4 separate regions of the Gossypium hirsutum genome follow, and all the other regions are linked to region 1. The links are chromatin contacts, called in public Hi-C maps. All regions are on one chromosome and are shown on one strand. The core of a region is the stretch at or near the end of the contact, and the rest is flanking DNA. Distances in the headings are between cores, read along the strand shown.

What was found. Hi-C and Micro-C count contacts between places; a contact is called where the count stands out from the background.
Region 2: a Hi-C map of leaf shows a contact between it and region 1, with 2.2 times the contacts expected there. The contact joins the promoter of LOC107959850 here to the promoter of LOC107959854 in region 1. A contact is called at or near these places in 6 of 34 Hi-C or Micro-C datasets (hypocotyl and leaf).
Region 3: a Hi-C map of leaf shows a contact between it and region 1, with 4 times the contacts expected there. The contact joins the enhancer-like site here to the promoter of LOC107959854 in region 1. A contact is called at or near these places in 2 of 34 Hi-C or Micro-C datasets (callus and leaf).
Region 4: a contact with region 1 is called in a Hi-C map of leaf, with 2.2 times the contacts expected there. The contact joins the promoter of LOC107959852 here to the promoter of LOC107959854 in region 1. A contact is called at or near these places in 4 of 34 Hi-C or Micro-C datasets (callus and leaf).

What each region holds. Positions count from the first base shown.
Region 1 is chrA05:99,240,164-99,243,264 of Gossypium_hirsutum_v2.1, forward strand. LOC107959854 (universal stress protein A-like protein) reads right to left here and starts at 1,486. Exons shown (of 4, transcript XM_016896017.2): 1 at 1,100-1,486; 2 at 335-456; 3 at 65-183. The coding sequence starts at 1,286.
Region 2 is chrA05:99,458,644-99,461,744 of Gossypium_hirsutum_v2.1, forward strand. LOC107959850 (probable phospholipid-transporting ATPase 8) reads left to right here and starts at 1,614. Exons shown (of 12, transcript XM_041114245.1): 1 at 1,614-1,748; 2 at 2,132-2,617. The coding sequence starts at 2,225.
Region 3 is chrA05:99,403,244-99,406,344 of Gossypium_hirsutum_v2.1, forward strand. No RefSeq gene overlaps it. Among protein-coding and RNA genes, the nearest start is that of LOC121229771, 11 kb to the left of the region's middle. Within about 2 kb of position 1,533, at least 2 of the 9 cell types and tissues checked have an H3K27ac peak or open chromatin away from gene starts, as enhancers often do. A contact at or near this core is called in leaf, where this site is marked.
Region 4 is chrA05:99,370,061-99,373,161 of Gossypium_hirsutum_v2.1, forward strand. It overlaps LOC107959852, which reads right to left and starts at 1,577. Exons shown (of 6, transcript XM_041114242.1): 1 at 1,065-1,577; 2 at 739-824; 3 at 562-620; 4 at 300-451. The coding sequence starts at 1,178.

The DNA.
Region 1 (3,101 bases), core at 236-2,735:
CAAATACTCAAGTTAAGGTCATCAACAAAAATAAAAAATAGGCGGCATCAGGTACTAAGCATACCGTTGGAAAGGACCAAGTCCTCTGCTACCAAGAACAAGAAGATCTGGCTGGATCCTCCTCACTTCATGGCAGATAACTTCCTTTGGATCACCTTTCTTGATCCATGCTTCACACGCAACCTACAATCAGAGAAATCTATCATCAGGAGGGAAAAACTACAAATAAAATGCAGTTTTCTATTTAATACAATAATTTATTGAAGAATGAACACCTTCCAGTAAAGTGTGATATTTGTTTGAAAACAATAATTTATTGAAGAATGAACATTACCCCAATTTCATGGCACCTTGTAACAAAGAATTCAAGCAGATGAAGCCCTCTAGCCCGGTCCCTGCTCTTCAGGCTCTTGAAATCTTCAGGAGAGGCATATATGCTGTCCATGTCATCGAAACCTTACAGAAAAACAAATTGAAATTTAGCGGCATTGGCTGATTTTACAACAGTCGAAGCTGAACATGAAGCATTCATGATTTGCCACTTGAAAGTTGAAACCAGTTTTGGCATAGGAATTTATGTTTCAGACTCGAAGCTTAAATTTGAAGCTTATACATGCCATTGCTGTACATGAACATTGTAATCTAAAAGGCTAGGGTAAAATTCAATCTCTAAACACAATCATTTCTACTTTATCCATCCAACTTTGACGGTGGAGCCTGATTAGTACTTTCAAAAAGAAAATGATTTGTCAAAGGTATGCTTTTAACATTATTATTATTCGATAAACACCTTTTGACATTCAATTATTAGTAGCCACACAGGTAATTGTCATAGCAACCAAACAGTATAATTAAAAGATTCAACGAATGATCCATCAAATTAACATCTCTTAACCATGTAAACCAGCAAATCGAAGTAATTTCGAGAAATTCAAGCCCCGAATCAAGAATTGCACACTCATATCATACACTCCACAAACCCTAGCGAACGGCAACCACGTGCTTATAGAAAACGCATCACGTAAACTTCATTACATAAAGAAAACCGCAAAAGAAAAGAAAAGAAAAGAAAAGAAAAAGAGCTGAAAGCGAAACAAACCATCTTCATCGGGAACTTGAACATGGAGGAAGAGAAGCTTGAAACCAGAAGTGTTGGACATAACGATCTTCTGAAGAGTCCACTCGAAAGCTCCCTTACTACTTATAGAAGCGTGAGGGTAACCTTTGATCGTTGACTCATTCACCGCCACCATTATCCGAGTCACGGATGCCTCACTTGTAGCCATCTTGTCACCCCTAACTCACTGAGTCACTCACTCGGTAACAGTTCTCTCTCTGATCTGTTAAGCTTTATGAAGTCTCTAGCTTCAAGAAATGCCAAGGCGAGGGAGGTTAAAAGGGAAAGTGCGCAGTTCGCATGATGCGCATGATATGTGTAAAGATCACATGGGATTGCTATTGTGCACCCTTGCGGTTAAAATCCACCGCGGCAGATTTTCGTCTTTTTTCGAGCTTTAATTTTTATTTACACAATTATAAAAATACTGAAATGCCCTTTCTGAAAAAAATTATAGGTGAATAAAAATCTTCGCGTCGCTTTGCAGCGTTTCGGATTTCATGAATGGGTTAAGCTGAAACTGGAGCTTGGATGCTAAATAAAATTGGGCCTTCTCAAGTTCTCTGTTTAATATTTAATAAAATTATCTATGATCCAATTCTTTCTTATGCTTGCATGATCAAATTCTATGAAGGCGGCTGAAAAAGAATGGAACGAAATTGAGTGCGTTTGTGTTGTATTATATATATATAAAATATCCTATGCTCACCAAGGTTAATCATCGAGGAGAAGGAGAAGAGCTGGTGTGCGTTTGTATTGTATTCTGTAATACCTAGCCCTGCATAACCATGTTTATTGTTGAAGCTTTTTCAATTTCCAAAGTTCTTTGACTATTATTATTTACATATGGAAATCTTGTTGGATTTTGGATTAAACTACAAGAGATTTAACTATATCTCATGCAATGAAATGGGTGGGCTATCTCCATAGCTTTTTGTTGGTAATAAGATGGGAATTGTTTATTTCTTTTTTTTTTAATTATATAATTTCAGACTGCCCATATACTTTTCTACCCATAAGAGCTAGAATTTCCCAAACATAAATTTAAAAAATGATCATTCGGAAAATATTTGGCTTTAAACACCTGCATAATTAAAGAATTCTGATTATTAATAATTCTCCATCCTTGCTTAGCTAACAGGGAGATGTTGAATTGAGCCATATTTTTTAAACCCATTCCTCTCTCCATTTTAGGGCAGCACATAACTTTCCATTGGCACCAATGAATTCCTTTTTTCATCCTGTCTTTTTTGCCACTAGAATCTAGCAAAAATATTTTCAAAATTCCCACAAAGTAACCTTGGTAGAAGACAACATGTCATTGCATAAGTTGGTATTGCTTGAAGTACGGATTTTATAAAAACCTCTTTCCCCCCTTGAGATAGAATCTGTGTACTCTATTTTTCAATTCTTTGTTTTATCCTATCTTTGAGATTCTGAAACTATTCCCTCTTTCGTCTTTCCACCATATTAGGGAGACTTAAATATTTCTCCATATTTGTCGAGCACTTTACCCCTATTTCATTTGAGATGTCTACTTTGTCCCCCTCTGTTGTATTAGAACTAAAGAAGATCGTTGATTTATTGAAGTTCACGTATTGGCCGAAATATTGTTCATATTCCCTCAAAATATCTTTTAAAATCCTTGTTTCTCCATTTGTAGCTTCACGAAACAAAATACAATCATCTGTCAATAGTAGATGTGAGATCGCCGATCCCTTTCTGATAGCCTTAACTCTTTTTAACAAGCCCTCTTTTATTGCCAGCCTAACCAAGGATGAAAGTCCTTCACTACACATCAGAAAAAGAAAAGGACTAGGTGGATCACCTTGACAGAACCCTCTAGTAGGTTTGAAAACATTGCCTCTACTCCCATTAATGGTCATTGCATAAGAGACTGTGGAGATACATCTCATAACTAGTGCCACCCATTCTTCTGCGAATCCCATTTGAAGTATTACTACCTTTAAAAAAGCCTACTCAA
Region 2 (3,101 bases), core at 364-2,863, 220 kb after region 1:
CTTTTTGTTAAAATTTTTATCTATTTATATTATTAAAAATTGATGTCATCGACAGAATACCCATAAAATAATATGTGATATGACATGTATATTACTGATGCATAGTAATAAACCTTTAATAATAAAAATGAATAAAATTTTAAAAAATAACTAATTTACTTTTAAATTTAACATATAAAAATTAATTTAACTCCTATAATTTATTCCGGTATTTGTACGGACAATAATCTCGTCTTTTACCATTCTATGCCAACATTAATTTTTCAATTCCAAAAAGGAAAAAAAAAAGAAAATTGAAAACTGAGTCCACGGAGGGTAAAAAAGGTCGTTTGTTCAACAATTTCATCACCCGTTTTTTGAGACTGTTCATGTCCTGAAGCAATCATCCACGTGTAAGGACATGATTCTGCCATATCCTCTCATAAAATATAATCTCAGTCTCCTTAACTTCGTCATGGAAGTTTGCAATTATTCCCCTCTTTTTTTTTTCAGAAATACACTTTATATTTTCATATTAGCATCCCATGTTTTTTTTTAAATCTACCAAGTTAACAACATTAAGTCATAACTAAAAATGAAATAAACAAAAGTTACCTTTTAATTTGCTTGATTTATGCTAAAAAAATTATATTTGATTATGTATGCTGATTTATTTAAAATTTATTGATATATGTTATTTTTAGAGGAAGAAAGAAAAATATGTTTTACAGAGCATATTTTCACTGTCAATTTAAGAAAAAACACGTCTAAAATTGATAACTTAGCTCCTTTGCTTAGATTGTTAAATATTAGTGTTTTTATCCTTGAGTCTGAAGTTCGATTCCTCTCTTTCACATTTGCATTTTTTTATTTCATTTGTTTAAAGCTTTTTTTAATTAATGATTATAATTAATAAACATATTGTTTTCAAATTTTTTTTAATTAACAACTCTTTTATCTATAAAATCAAATATCAAATATGTAATTATTTTTTAAAAAACATCAACTAATTCTTTTCGTATATTTTTCTTTATATTTACTAAAAAATGATATTTGCAATAATTATTTGATTTTATAAATAAAAGAGTTATTAATTAAAAATATATTAAAATTAAGAAACTTGAAAAATAATATATTTATTAATTATAAACATAAATTAAAAAAAAGCTTGAAAGAATCATTTAACCATTTGAGCAAAAGAGCTAAGCTATTAATTTTAGTGAAAATGCAATCTACATTGCACATTTCTAGCTGACCTGGTTGAAAGTGCACCATGTAAGACATGTTTTTAGTAAAGACGTACAGTATAGAACATATATTGGTAAATTTAAAAAAATAAAAAGCATAGATGGTCAAATATCAATTTTTTCAGCATATATGAGTAAATTAGCCCTTTCATTTAGAACATTATACATGAAAACCTCTGATAAATTTTTTTGTATCTTTTTTATATTTATTCAAAACTTGAATCTTGGGTAAAAGAAATTGGGATCTTATTGCAAAATGTTGAACTACAGATGGCTTAAATGTAATTTACCCTGGTTTTGTTTTGTCCCATTTTGTGTTTAAGGCAATCATCCAGTGCTATACAATCTATGTTAAGTTTTCATGGTTAGTTCTTGCTTATAACAGCGGCAAAGCTAACTACTCTAAGACTAATGCAAAGCACCTCACTTTTTATTTTTATTTTATATTGCCTTTCTCACACTTCTTTAAAAGTTTGGAACTTTCAGGCAACAAGGAAGAGATCTCTGCAACTTCAACTGAAAGTAAGGAATTTTCTTTTGATAGAAAACTTGTTGGTTGTAATAAGGATTTACTGTTTTTTTTAAAGACTTTTTTCATTTGTTGGGTTGTCTTAAATTGGTGCAGTTAAGGTTACAAATATGAGGTTTTTCTTGTATTTTTAAAATAAAGAGTTGAGCTTTTTTTTTTTAAATGCTTGTTCATGCACTTTCTGTGTTGGGATTTTAGCTCAGAAATCAAAGGCATTCAAAGCTCATGTGGGTGCAAAGATAAGAATTTTTACTCATTGGGTTTATTTTTGTTTATGTTTTGGTGAATTTGATTGGATTGGGAAGGGGGTTACTGTTCATAGTGTTATAAAGGGGAATTGGAAGATTATTACATTTGTATGTGGTTGATTTGGAAGGTTAATGTGATTGATGATTGTGAGGGAAATCTGAGTTCTTTAGTGATCTATTGCTAAAAGAGAGACAACCCTGTCTGGATTTAAGCTTTGGCAATGGCTAGAATAAGGAAAAGAAGCATACAGTTAAGCAAGCTTTGCTCATTTGCATGTTGTCGGTCGAGTTCTCAAGACGAACATGCCCAAATCGGGCAAAAAGGGTACTCAAGAGTGGTGTATTGCAACGAACCTGATAGTCAAGAGCAAATTCGGCTCAGGTATCGGGGGAATTATGTCTCCACTACCAAGTATACAGCAGTTAATTTCCTCCCAAAGTCTTTGTTTGAGCAGTTTAGAAGGGTTGCAAATATCTATTTTCTTGTTGTAGCTTGTGTTTCTTTTAGTCCGCTGGCTCCATATTCAGCACCAAGCATTATTCTGCCTCTCGTTGTGGTGATTGGAGCTACAATGGCCAAAGAGGGTGTCGAAGATTGGAGGCGAAACCTCCAGGTGATGCTTGAATTTCTTACTCTCCTTTTGGTGCTTTGCTATAACTGTTTGTTTGCTTCCTATTGAATGCTTTCGGTTCAAATTGTATTCTGTAAAATAAAAAAAATAAACAAGTTCAAACTACACCAAATGTGTTTAACAAATAGGACAAATTGTACCGTAAAATAGGTCACAGAATTTCACATTGTTGTCAGTAAATCTGTTGCATCGCATGATATACCATCAAGGTTTTTGATTAATGTACTGGTATTTATGTTGTTCCCATAAATAACAACGGCTACTATTAACGAACATGCTATTTTTTTTCATGGTAATTTTAATTTGCTTGTCCATATATGATAGTGGGAGTATGATTCTTGTCTTGTTCTTTGTTATTAACCCGATTTCAAAATAGATGCACCGTAATTGAATTAACTGCTTTTATTAAGACTGCAATGACTTGATCTGTAAATATTAAATTTAGACACATTAAAAGCAAGTTCAA
Region 3 (3,101 bases), core at 283-2,782, 160 kb after region 1:
TATAGGCCCATCAAATATTTGAGTTCATAAATAAAGGCTGAATTATTGGGGGAAGCATCATTAATTGGTTAGAATCGAATTTATCATTTAATAAGAAAAAAATATTTTTATTTAAATCTAATTATAAATTGATATAAAGTGATCTGCAAGATAAAAAAAAGAAGACAACATTTGAGTTTATATTGTGAAACCTCCTTCACAATAAACTCCATAATCCTACTATTTTTAGATCTCTATGAGATTGTCCAAACTTGTGTCCTTATGTAACCCTCGCTCTTTATTACCATGTTCCTTTCTTGTATTTTTTGGTATGTTAGCCCATACTTTGTTTTTGTTGTGCAGTTGATGTAGTGAGAGCAAGTTTTCCATTACTATTTCAGTGTGCTAAAAAATGCTGTCAAAATTTATGGTTGAAGTCTAAAATATCTTTTTGCACATAATAGTGGAAAGTTCAAAATTAATTAATTATATGTTAATTTTTTTTAAGAAAATGCAAAAAATCAATTAAACCTTTATATTAAATTCATACTTAATTAAGTTCCTAATAAAATAATCAATTAAACCCTTCTATTAACGATTTTCATCATTAACTACGTTAACCACTAAAATAAAATGACAAACCTGTTAGATGGTGACACGTAACAACTTCTAGTTTAATTTAATATTTTTTCATAAAAGAGAAAAATATTAAAATTTATAATAAAAATTATAAAAAAAATTATACAATTAATAAAACTTATTTAAAATATTTAAAATTTAAAACAAAGCAATAGAATTCTTAGAAATAATAGAAAATATAAAAATATATTAAATTGATATAAACTTATAAACATCATAAAAGAAAGTCATAAAAATTTGAATTGAACCGATTAGCCCGAAATCGATAAGGATATCGGTCAGAGAAAAGCCATTTGACTTGTTGACTTGAGAATTGGATGGTTGAATTGATTTTTTATTTTATTTTTTTTATATTTTTATCAAACCAAAATTTTATTATCCAACTATTAGCATATGTCGGGGTGAAATATTCTAGCCAAAGTTTTAGAGCTGAACCAATAATCGAACCAATCAAGTCATGGGTTTGTCAATTCAACTAATCCAACCAGTTTAATTAAATAAATATTAAAAAATCAATTGAAATTTACAATTTTCAATGAAATATTATAGCCTAGTTTAGACAAAAAAAAATTTAAATTTAATGTAGAAATAATTGTCAAGTTTAAAAATTAATTTAGACAAAAAAATATCAAACTTTAATATAAAAATAATTGCCAAATTTAGAGAATAAAACCAAACAAAATTAATCCCAATGTAATAGTAATTATTAAGTTGAGACCCAAAAATGTTTGGTGGGAGCTAAACTAGCTTTTGAGTTTTTATATATTGAGTGAACCAACTTATTTTGTTGAGTTTGGGTTTAGACCCATTAAGTTGTGAAGTAGCAATTGAATGAACCGATGTGGTCCAATAGGCAAGAATATTGGAGGCAACGAGGCATCTCTCAGGTATACCAGCATTAAATTAAGGTAAGTCATAAATATGGGAAATGGAAAGAACCTAGGCATTTCTAGTAAGGTCTCAAACAAATGTGGGGAGCAGGTGGACGGCTGAGATTAGGTTTTTCCGTATCAAATAAACCCTTACCACGTGGAAGTTTGTATTTGTAGGTAAACAACCCACGTGAATTTAGATATACTTTTGAATCGCCACGTCTGTATAGAGTAAACTACAATGTGGTTATACACTATGAAATTTTGTGAACCAATTAGAATGTTTGTGTCATAATTATTTGTATCATATATGAAATCATATTTTTTAATTAATTTAATTAAAATATAATTATTAAAATTTTATATTATTATTAATTTAAAATAAAATAATTAAGTGACAATATTAAATGGTTATTTTAGTTTTAATTAATTAAATTAATAAAATATAAATAATAAATAAAAGAATTTAAACTCTTTAAAACAATTAAATGGAGCAGTTAAGATCTACAAGAACTTTTTTTAATTCAAATAATTGGCATTATAAATAGGGGTCACCCAAGCCATTCTATAGAGAGACACAAGTTCAAAAAGCTCAAAAAATCTCTGTAGAATTCTTTAAAGAAACCAAAGAGCTTGAAGAAATTCTAAAGAACGTTGCCTTCTTATCAAATTCAACCGTGGAGAGGAAGCCAAGAGTCGTTTATAAAGAAAGTCACCTTTCCATCCAAATCAACTAAAGAAAAGAGGTCCTAACTCGTGTCAAGAGCAAGTTGTCACGACACTTGAAGCACTTGTTTTTGAAGCAATCCACATATATCCAAGACCAAGTCTAGACAACCCATGGATTGAAGCCAAACAGAAGAGAAGAATCAAATGATATTTTTCTTTGTATTTAATAAATTTCCAAAGATTGTAACTTTCTTTCAAAGTTATCAATAAAATTTGACTCTGAATTTTCAAGTCAACTTTTGACTTGAAATTTGTGTGTACAAATTTCTGGCATGTCTAGTGGGACCGTCTCTTCCTTTCATCCCTTCTATTGAAAATTCAAAGCTCAAAGTTGTAATAGCCTTAAAGAATATCATCATTAGCAAGTTCACTTAAACTAATCTTGTAGCTCGTCCACCTTCACTATCAAGCAACAGTGTCCTTGTCCATCCCTATGGCACTAGGCAAAAAACGAAAGTTTTTTTAGAGCCATTCAACCAAAATTCTTTGATTCTCAATGACAATCCACTTTTCTATGCTTCTTTACCAATTCATGACTCAGAAGAAGTCTCTTGTCATGGATCAAGTGTAACCCGTCGTTTATCATTTAAGGGGAAATACGTCCAATCAAGTGACTATACCATTCCAACATCTCCCCCAAAGTCTAACTCCGGAGTGATAAATGTCATTATAATTAACACAAAATCCTTGGAATAACAAGTGGCATCCCTGGCAAAGACAATAGAGAGTATTACTGCAAGCCTCAAACAAAAGAAGGAACATATGGACTTTATGATGAAAAGACTCATTGATCTTACTATGAAGGGGCCAATTAATGAAGAAGTTTAAAATGAGAATATACTGACGAAGCTTGGTGAGCAAGCAAGTTACCAAAGATCCTCA
Region 4 (3,101 bases), core at 327-2,826, 130 kb after region 1:
CTCTCATTCAAGGATAACCTAAAGATATAAACACACTAGCATATCAAACATGAAAGAAAGCGAAACTGTGGAATTTGGTTTCAAATTTATTATCGTATAGGAAGGCACATATTGCATCATCCTGATAAGATTGAAATGGCAGACACAAGCAAGAAAACAAGCTAAGTTTTTTAACAGTTCATAGATTAAAGCAGTTCAAAATCTATAATGGCAAGTAAAAAGAATTTAAGTGAACAAGTCATTTGATAGAGAGCTTCACTTCATCTTTTTAATTCCATTTGATGAGAGAATTAGAAGACCTTTTCGTTGTTAGCAGCCAAAAACTTTACATGATCCAGTAGTGCCTTCTTCTGAGCTCTCAGAATAGTGTTTGCAAAACGACGTTTCAGCATTGCAGCACGGAGAGCCTTCTTTGGTGACATTGGCACATCAAAAGTAAGAGTTGACAATCCTAATCAGATGATAGAAAACAATATAAATCAAAATCAAAGGAACCCTATTCAGTTTCAGAGATTTACCTCACCAAAATATTTGTATAATTTCTATAACCAAATGATATACCATGGCCTAAGAACATCATATTGAATGACCAACCAGCAACATTCTCTTCAATCTCAATCCTGCAAATTAAGGAAATTAAATAAAGTAAAAGCCAGAAACTTTGAACAAAATTAATGAAAAATATAAAAACCCAATTTGAAACAAAACAATTCAGCCTTAAAACAAGTGTATACAAACCTGAAATTTAACCCAGCTCTCTCCCTCAACCTTTCCAACTGTGCCTTAATATACTCTGCTGCTTCTCTCAAACCCTGACGCCCTTCCTATTGAACAACGAAAACCCATAATCACTAACATAAAGTCCTACTCTACCACAGCAATAAATTTGAAATTTTTTTTTCCATTTCAGCTACCCCAGAGGTTACCTTCAATCTAAGCAGTGAGAATAAACTAATAAGAGTAGTAATGATTTAAAGCTATCCAGTAAAATTGAAAGGAAAAAAAAAAGAAAAAAAAGTACAGGACATGATGGAAAGAAAGTGAAAAGAGATAAGCCGACGCACTTGACGACCATCGATTTCATGTGCTAAGACTCGAACATGCTCGATAGCTCTGGCTTCAGAGAAACGATCGAGAGGCGCATCGATCCCCAAAGGCGTGATGAACTTGGTGTACATTACCTAAACCATACATGAGACCATACATGACCGCCAATGAGAAGAGGAATTTAAACCCCGAAACATCTGTGCCATCGAGCCTTAGCGCCATTACCTAAACCAAAAAAGAAAACCCAAAGCTGAACTTCACAGCAGTATTACCTTCCCCTTGTTTTTACCTCGAAAGAAAGCACAGAAAAGTCAAAAGAAGGGTCTATAATGGAGAAGGGAAAGAGAGATGGATGAAGTTAAAGGAAAGTGTAGAAGAAGAGTAGCTAAATTTTATTTGGGGAATTTAGGGCGAGCGACATAGATGAGAAGAAGAGGGAGTAACGAGCGGCTAAACAAAAGTTTTTTTTTAGGGTGAGCGGGATTTTGATTTCTTTTTTTTTCTTTTGCAGCGTTTTCAATAAAAACGCCGCTATAGTTTAATTTTTTGCGGCATTATATTGCTTAATTTTAATTTTTTTAATATATTTTTTTTATTTTATTTTTTAATTTTTGTGTTGAGATTATCATTTTTTGAAATTTTTTTAATTTTAAATATTGAACTTTTTAATTGAAATATAGACTGAAATATTAAATATTAAGTTTTTTATTTTTTATTTTTATTTTTTATTTTTTATTTTTTATTTTTTATTTTTTTTGAAGATTTTTATAATTTTTAAATTATCATATAAAATACAAAAGGGAACTTTAACAGAAATAAAATGAAATCAAATAATTAAAAAAAATACAAAAGGAGACAGCAATACAAGCATTATTCTTTTAAGTATAGTCCGCATTAGTTGTTTAGATTTTTATATAAATGGCATTTAATTATATGTATACACCTAAATTTTGATAGAGATGCATCTCAGAATTATTTATGGATTTCGGTTTAATGTGTAATTGTAGATGTGAAATTCTAATTGTGGTTTAAATGTATAGCTGAAACTTAAATTTTGATTTAATCATACACATTTTAAAAAATAAATACATCAATATATTTTTATATTGAATAAATATAAATATTTTTATATCAATAATTGTGATAATAATTTACAAGAACTGGATCAAATTAAAGTTCATGTATACAATTGCACACTAAACCATTGTTCATGTATGCTTTTGGGATTTAACCCATTTTGATATTTTTTTTAAAAAATAACTTATATTTATCTTATTTAGGTTTATGTTATAAAAAATCCAATATACACAAGTTAAGGGACCCCTAAACACTAAAAAATAAATCCTAAACCCCAAACTCCGAACCATAAACCATAAAATATCATAGACCATAAACTTATACCATAAACCCTAAATATATATGTATTACAAGGGACAAAAATAACTAAAAAAGAATCTTATTGTTTACCTAAACCCTAAAATAAATTAATTTTTTGTCATTTTGTCAAAAATCCTAACCCTTAAAATCATGAACAATACTAAGACCCTAACTATAAAATAATAAATCATGAACCCCAAACTCTAAACCATAAACCATAAAATCAAAACTCAAATCACAAAATAATAAACATTATATCATAAACCCTAAAACCCCAAACCATGGACATTAAACCTTAAATTCTAAACCCCATAAATCTTAAATCATAAACATAATCTCTAAACCCTAAAAACATAACACTTAAACCCTAACCCCTAAGCCTTAATTCCCAACTCTTAAACCATAAACCATAATCCCTAAACCCATAATCCACAAACCTTAAAATATTTAACATATAGATTAAAAAACAATCAGTCATATACAAAAAATCTTTAAAATTATTTTAAATAATAGTATTTTAATTTTTTTAATTTTTAAAAATATTTTTCTATGTTTTTACATTCAAATTTTTTCTACGTATCATTATTTTTTTCTGAAGAATTTAAATATTCAATTAAAAATAAATTGTATTTTAATATAAATAAACTAGTTAAACTACAAATAGACAGATGAAATGT